Regions from separate parts of the Sus scrofa genome. Here region 2 is linked to region 1. The links are chromatin contacts, called in public HiChIP or PLAC-seq maps. All regions are on one chromosome and are shown on one strand. Each heading gives the region's core, a stretch centred on a gene start, on an enhancer-like site or on the middle of the called end of the contact. The rest is flanking DNA. Distances are from core to core; before and after follow the strand shown. Region 1 overlaps ZNF648 (a long non-coding RNA gene). Region 2 overlaps ZNF648 (a long non-coding RNA gene).

Evidence for each region. HiChIP or PLAC-seq counts read pairs in DNA pulled down with a chosen protein or histone mark.
Region 2: a contact with region 1 is called in an H3K27ac HiChIP or PLAC-seq map of skeletal muscle. The contact joins two enhancer-like sites. A contact is called at or near these places in 12 of 47 Hi-C or Micro-C datasets (alveolar macrophages, epiblast stem cells, heart right ventricle and 6 more) and 2 of 2 datasets of contacts at active chromatin or transcription factors (alveolar macrophages and skeletal muscle).

What each region holds. Positions count from the first base shown.
Region 1 is chr9:123,579,793-123,583,241 of Sscrofa11.1, forward strand. The region is part of intron 9 of ZNF648 (a long non-coding RNA gene); the gene reads right to left. Among named protein-coding and RNA genes, the nearest start is that of ZNF648, 130 kb to the right of the region's middle. Within about 2 kb of position 1,444, at least 44 of the 83 cell types and tissues checked have an H3K27ac peak or open chromatin away from gene starts, as enhancers often do. A contact at or near this core is called in alveolar macrophages, liver, mesenteric adipose tissue and 3 more, where this site is marked.
Region 2 is chr9:123,628,522-123,632,049 of Sscrofa11.1, forward strand. All of the region lies in intron 3 of ZNF648 (a long non-coding RNA gene), which reads right to left. Among named protein-coding and RNA genes, the nearest start is that of ZNF648, 76 kb to the right of the region's middle. Within about 2 kb of position 2,075, at least 26 of the 83 cell types and tissues checked have an H3K27ac peak or open chromatin away from gene starts, as enhancers often do. A contact at or near this core is called in alveolar macrophages, liver, mesenteric adipose tissue and 3 more, where this site is marked.

The DNA.
Region 1 (3,449 bases), core at 194-2,693:
AAGCCTTTTGGTCAAAATCTGAGCAAAGTCTCTCACCTGTATTCTCAGAGAGGGCTTCTAGGTTGGCAGGGAACTCACCCTGGGACTGGACAGAGCTGCTGTCCCCAGTCTCAGTGCCCAGACTTAGATGTTAATTTAGTATTGTTGGGAGGGACAAATTTGGATGAGATACAACCTTGTACCACTCACACGGAGTAAAAACAAACACCCAGAAATATGTCCATGTCCCAAAGACTTGGAGGAAGAGGGAGCAAAGCATGTCCTAGACAAATGAAAAATATTCAAATGAAAAAGTTTGTCCACTAGCAAAATTATAAGGATCAAGAACTCCCTGATTTGGAACTCTACGAAAATAACACTAGAAGTGACTTAGTGAGATGAAGCAGCAGAGAACTGGCAAAGACTATGAAAACCTGGAGTGACAATAACATGGAGATAAACGGCGCAGTGAAAGAACAGGTGGACCTCACAAAACCGAGGTGGTGACATTCATTTAGCGGCTATAAAACAGCAATTCCCAGCCAAGTCGGCCATGGACTAGCCGCCAAGAGCCACCAGGTGGCGCTAGAGTAGAGAACTTCAGCGGTGGCTCAGCGATTACCAGGATTCCCCCCAAGGGAAGCGGGGCTTTGAGAGGCGGCGGGTCCAGCAGTTCCATGGATGAGGGCCCAGAGAGGAAGATGTGAAGACACCCTTCGGTCCTCAACACTCCTGAATGTCCTTGCCTGAGCTGGAAGCTAAAGGGGGGCGGGCTCTACTGGTTTCCTACTGACAAGATTCCCAGTGGGCCTCTAGTTGCTATTTCAAACAAATTGCACTGGGCAACCGTAGGGTTTGGGTCACCTGGCAAAAAACAGCTCTTTACTTCCCACTTTTCAATTCAGCGAGAATTCCATACTGTGATCCCAAACTCGATGAAATATATAAAAGGAGCCTAGCACAGTGCCCTGCTCCCAGTAAACGCCCAATGAACGTTGGTTCTCTTACACAAGCCCTGTTGGACAGTCTGATCCCCAGTCTCACACCGGGGTGCTCCTGGCCCCATAAACCCTGCAGCCCCTCTCTGGCCAGAGACCCTTTTGTCCTAGCGCCTTCGTTGTTCCAGATTTCTCACTGTGAGGCCTGGGCAGCTGCCAGGGGCCACCCGGGGAGCAGGAATCAGCTCACAGAGCTCTCCGCAGGCGTTTGGACCCCCTCCCCGCGAGCTCTCTGGCCCCAGCCCACACCCAGCCTCCAGCCCTACTGCCCTGCACGCTCCGGGCCCCCTGGCCCCCCTGCTCCAACAATGTGTTTCTAATCTGCCCGGGAACAGTCACCACGCGAGGTTTTCCTGCCCAGTGTAATCAGTTTCGCCTCTGGGCCTCGGCGTCCTGGGGTGTGTAACCCAGAGGCTTGCACGGAGGTGATCAGATTGCAGGAACAGTATGTTTTCCTCCCTGCCTCCGCTTGTTTTCTTCAGGGGCAAGGGCCAGCCAGCTGAGCTGTCTTTCTCTTGCTCCACTCCTCACCCTCCACCCTCCCGCACACGTGCTCTGCCTTCCGTGGGTGCCGAGAGGGAAAATGCGCGCACCCCGGCACGGGGCGCGTGCGCAGCCCCCTCGGAGGAGGTAGGAGTTGCAGTTTCCTAGGGAAGGCAAGATTGCTGCGGCTTGTGGGAGCGAGGAGGAGGAAGGCAGGACAGGAATTTGTGCAGACCAGTTCTGGCCAGATCTCTTTAAATGTTTTGTTCTTGCTTTGCTGCTGCTATCGCCTTTTTTTTTTTTTTTTTTTTTTCCCTCCCCTTCCCTATGCTGAGCTGTCATTTCTTCAGCCAGCCAGGCCCATATGAACTTCTGGTTCCTCTAGGCAGTAAACACCCTAGTTTCCCAGGCCACACCATTGCTCCCTTTTCTTGTTTTCTTCCAATATGCAACTTTGAAAAATGAGAAAAGTGGCAATGTCACTGATAAGGGCAGGGTTTAAATACAAGAACAATTAAATACAATGTTTAATGAATCTGATAGCGTCTCCAGTTTTTTTTTTTTTTTTTTTTTCCTCCTTTCTTGTTCTTGGCAGCATTCAATCAGAAATCAGCAGTGGGGCAATACCTAAAAAATAGTCACCCTTTTAGAGCAGTATTAAATGTTTTCAATAAAAATATGCAATAGTTCATCATAAAAACATGAGCATGTTTTTGTCTAAAAGAGGTCAGAATTCCTTCTGGCCACATTAAATTTTCCACAGGAGTTGGTAACAAGGTGACTAGGAATGGGAGACAGTGAGCCTGGCCTCCCAAAGTATCACGAGGTCCGCTGGGGTGAGTTTGCCTGTGGGACCCCAGCCTCGGCCTGATGTCATCTGCTGCTTGGACTTGCAGGCACCTGTCGGCTCGCTAACCAGAGATGGCTTGTTAGTGCTCGGCAAGCTTCAGGGCCCCCTTTGGACCACACCATGCACACCGGTGATACTTGGAATGCTTCGTCATTTTGCTGGAAGCAGCTTTTCTACTTAAAGCAATTTGCTTCAGAAGAAAACTGCATAGTTTCACTTTAAGGGCAAAATCCAGATCGCATCCACACATGAAAAGAAAGCATAAAAATAGAGAAATGACCACATGGAGTCATGAAAACTGAACAAGGTTATTTTGAACACCTTTCCAGGAGCAGGATAGCTCATCAACATGTGCAAATAAATTCCTCTTGGAGAAAAATAAGTTTCTAATCTTCCTGTTAAAAGGGGGTATCTGGTTCAATGTCCTAGGTTTTTAAGGATAATGAGGAGCTGCATCTTTTAGAGGTAGTTGGTAGACGAAGCAGCATGACTGCCTGGGTCTGAGTCCCAGCTCTGCATTTAGGGGCTGGCAGACCACCGAAGGTCAGATTCTCCACACCCATACATAACCTTAGTTCTGTGTTTGTCCAAAAGGACTAATAATAGCACCCATTTCAGAGATGTTTCTGACGACTGCATGTGTTAGCACATGCATAACACTTAGGACACGCCCTGGCCTAGCATTGTCTCAGTGAATGTTAGCTATCATAATAATTAGTAGGCATAGTATTAGCAGGATTCATGGACTTGAAATTCCTCCTCACTAGAGTACAGTCAGAAAGATTGAAAAAAAAAATGTTCCCTGGTGAGACTGGTTACTAAAACTCAACTTCTAACTGAAATGATGAAAGTGACTTTTGCCCAACAAATATTCTTTTAATAAGGAGTCTGAAGCAATCTCTAAAATCTTAGTCTCAGAATGGATCGAGTTACCTTCCAGTGTTTGCAAAGTGGCGGAAATTGGGTTTCTCATCTGCTCCCTGCTGTATCCCAGTCGAGAAGAATAGTTATAAAGATATTTTATTTCATTTTCCAAGGATTCCTATGTAACATTCAAAACAATTTTTAGCGTGTTATTCAGATGAGTTCATAACCATAGGGTTCAATGACAAAAACATTTTCTGATATTTAAAATGAGT
Region 2 (3,528 bases), core at 825-3,324, 49 kb after region 1:
TTAAGTTACTTGTCCTTGTCCTAGTAAGTGGCAGAGTCTAGATTCAACCCTAGTATGTCTAGCTCCAAAGTTCAGGGGATCCGCTATCATGCTTTAGGCTACACTGCTTTACCTCAACATGCTCTACATGCTATAGTTCACACCTGCTCCCTTGTATTTGCTCCTGGCCTATCCACTTGTGTTATTCAAAATCCTGCGTTTGACTAGAGTCTCTGACTAACCAGACCAGCGCTTTCCCACGGAAGTAAAATGTGAGTCACAAATATGAGCTATATTGGTAATTTTTAATTTTTCCAATGCCACAATTTAAAAGGTGAAAATAAATAGATGAAATTAATGTTGGAGTTCTTTTGTGGTGCGGAAGGTTAAGGATCTGGCATTGTCACTGCAGCAGCTAGGGTCACTGCTGTGACACAGTTTTGATCCTTGGTCTGAGAACTTCCACATGCCATGAGCATGGAAAAATAATAATAATAATAATAATAATGTTAATACAGTTTATGTCACCCAATACAGTCTAAGTGTTATACTTTCAACATGAAACCAATATTAAAAGTATTAATGAAATAATTATCCTTTTTTTGGACTATACCTTTGCAATATGCTGTGTATGGATACTCTGAGCATGTCTCAGCTCAGACTACCCACATGTCAATTGTTCGGTAGCCACATATGGCTGGGAAATGCAAATTGGATATCACGTGTCTAGCCTCATAGATCTCAATACCTCTTAATAATCTTGGGGGCTCTTCAGAGTATAGAAAGGAAAGCATTGACAAGATGAAGAGCACATTTCTGGTTGTTTGTTCAATTTAGTCTAATAAAAAATAAAAGGAATAAACTCTACAATTTCCATCTGTATCTAGTGTTTGGCTTAGTGACCTGAGAGCAGATGAGAAGTAGAGTGATGGACTCTAAACCATTACATGACTTGGTCTGAGAGATGATCAGGAAGCTCTAGATTCCCATCCAAAGGGTGGTGCATAGAGCCAGCTCACGGAGGGCATCCGATAGGGTCACCATGGCTTCTCAGTCCTTCTCCTCACCTTCACTCTTACACCTGCCCCAGCTTGAAAGGCAAGGGGCCTGAGCCAGCCCTAAGGAGCACGGCACAGGCTCTGTTCCCCGCCACTGATTCTAACATCTGAGCGCAGAGGGAAACCGCAAGCCTCCCCTCCCCCCATCTCCACGGAGACCCCTCTACCCTAAGGATTCCCAAACTTGCACACATCAGAGTTACCCGGAGGGCTTGTGAAAACTCAGACTGCTGGCCTGTACAGCCCAAGAGGCTTTGAGTCAAAAGGTCTGGGCTAGGGCTTGAGACCATGCACTTCAACAAGATCCCAAGTGAGGCTGGCGCTCCATCCTAAGGAATCAATGGCTAATTCAACAGCAAGTACAAATGTAAAAGACAGAGGCACCATTTTCACCCTCAATGAGACAAATAGGATTTTTGATGTGTTTGGCTGTTTCTCACCTGTCTCTCATTATTTCCTCTGGTCCAGGAAGGGATAAAGTGATCATGAAGAGGAGAGAAGCCACTGAAGGGAGGAAATTAGGATGGTGCTGGGAGGGAAATAGGAGAAGGTCCTTGACGGATCATTGTGAGTTCAGGGTGGTGGAAAGTCACGAGAAACTCGTATTCAAGGGGGAAAAGGGCAGCAAAGCCTCTCTCAGCCCCCCTCAGCCAGGACAGACGCGCACGCTAGATGCAACTTTGCCGAGTCACACTGGCATCGCAACAGAGATGATTTTCCTCTTTGCTTGTTAAGGGAGGACCCTGTCGGAACTCTGTGCAGCAAGCAGTAGCAAACACACCGGGAGCCTGGGACAACCCTTGGTGTGGGCTTCTTTCTCTCTAACCCTTCAGGGCACGTGGATTTTAAAAGGAGGGACAGTGAGACTTGCTGAGTTGTAAGCAGCTGGGAATGTGGAATGCATTTCTGGAGATACACACTGAGCCTGGCTCAGAACTTCCAAGAAAACTCAGTGGGAGGGGAGGAAAAACAGTGCAATGATGTGACGCCTTGTACGGCCCGCCTTGGCCTTGCTGAATCGCCCAGAGATTGTGTTCCAGCTGCACTGCAGTGACCCAATGTTCCAGTAAACAAGGAAGGGATGAAATGGACAGACCTCAGATCAGACTACGTTGGAGCTTTTAAAATAGAACACAGGGGGCCAGCTGGGTGCCGCCCGAGTTGGGGGGGTTGCCTGTGTGCTTTTCCTGGATTAGGGTGGTTCACCCACACCGCCCACCAGACACACACACATACACATCCTGACTGCCAGTGGAACACAAATACCAAACACTGAGGTGGTCTTGTCTACAACGGTCAGAAACTGGCATGTATCTTGAAGACACTTCATGGGAACCCCAGAACAGGGAACTGTGCAGAGGGGCCACTGAGTCAGGCCGAGTCAGGCCGAGTCAGGCCGAGTCAGGCTGCTGACCAATGCTGTCCACTCCCAAAGCAGGACTTCTGCCTTCCAGAAAGACAAACAGAGCTGTGGCAGACAAGCACAGTCACTGAGTCCATTTCCCCGTGTGATTTCATGGTATAAAATGGACTGAGGATCCCATGACTTCTTGGGCTTTTTCTCCCCTCCCTGCCTCACCCTGTATCCTCCTATTTTCTCCACTTGCATTTCACCAGCCAGCAGATGGGCTTCAGTAAAAATGAGAGGGCTTGAAAGAAAATCATGGACTTGGAGAACGGACTTGTGGTTGCCAAGGGGGAAAGGGAGAGAGTGGGATGGACTGGGAGCTTGGGGTTCATAGATGCAGACTATTGCCTTTGGAATGGATAAGCAATGAGATCCTGCTGTGTAGCGCTGGGAATTGTGTCTGATCACTTATGATGGCACATGATAATGTGTGAAAAAAGAATCTATACATGTATGTATAACTGGGTCACCTTGCTGTACAGTAGAAAATTGACAGAACACTGTAAACCGGCTATAATGGAAAAAAATAAAAATCATTATATATAAGAATTTTTTTTAATTTAAAAAAAATAGAGGGCTTAGTAAAAATAAGAGGAAGAGCACCCTGGCTTAGAGAACAAGGTTCTAGAAGTTCCTTCACTAAGTGTCCACCTGCCTGTAATAATTCAGGGCTTTGTGGCCCAAATAGCATGCAGTTTCCCCCCTCCCATCACGTAAGTGTGTAAGTGATATTCTAGATTCCCTGTGACTACTAGGCGACCAAAGAGCTTCTCATCCACACAAGGACAACTCTGAGAATCAAAGGGGGTGCTGCTGAACACAATTCTGGGACAAAGCCCTTACCCAGGACACAGTCACCAGCATGACTGGTAGATCCATTTCTCTTCCTACATGCCACCACCCCACGCCACTTCACAGGTGACATTTTTTGCTATGACTGATTTGTCCTTTCCTTTTCCTGATTTTGACCTATTTTTCCTTTATTTTCTTGGATAATAGTGATTGTCACGCAATAACTGGACCTGTATTTTGAAGTGGGGAAAAGGCAGGTTTTAAAAATTCCCAGAGATCCCATTGTGGCTC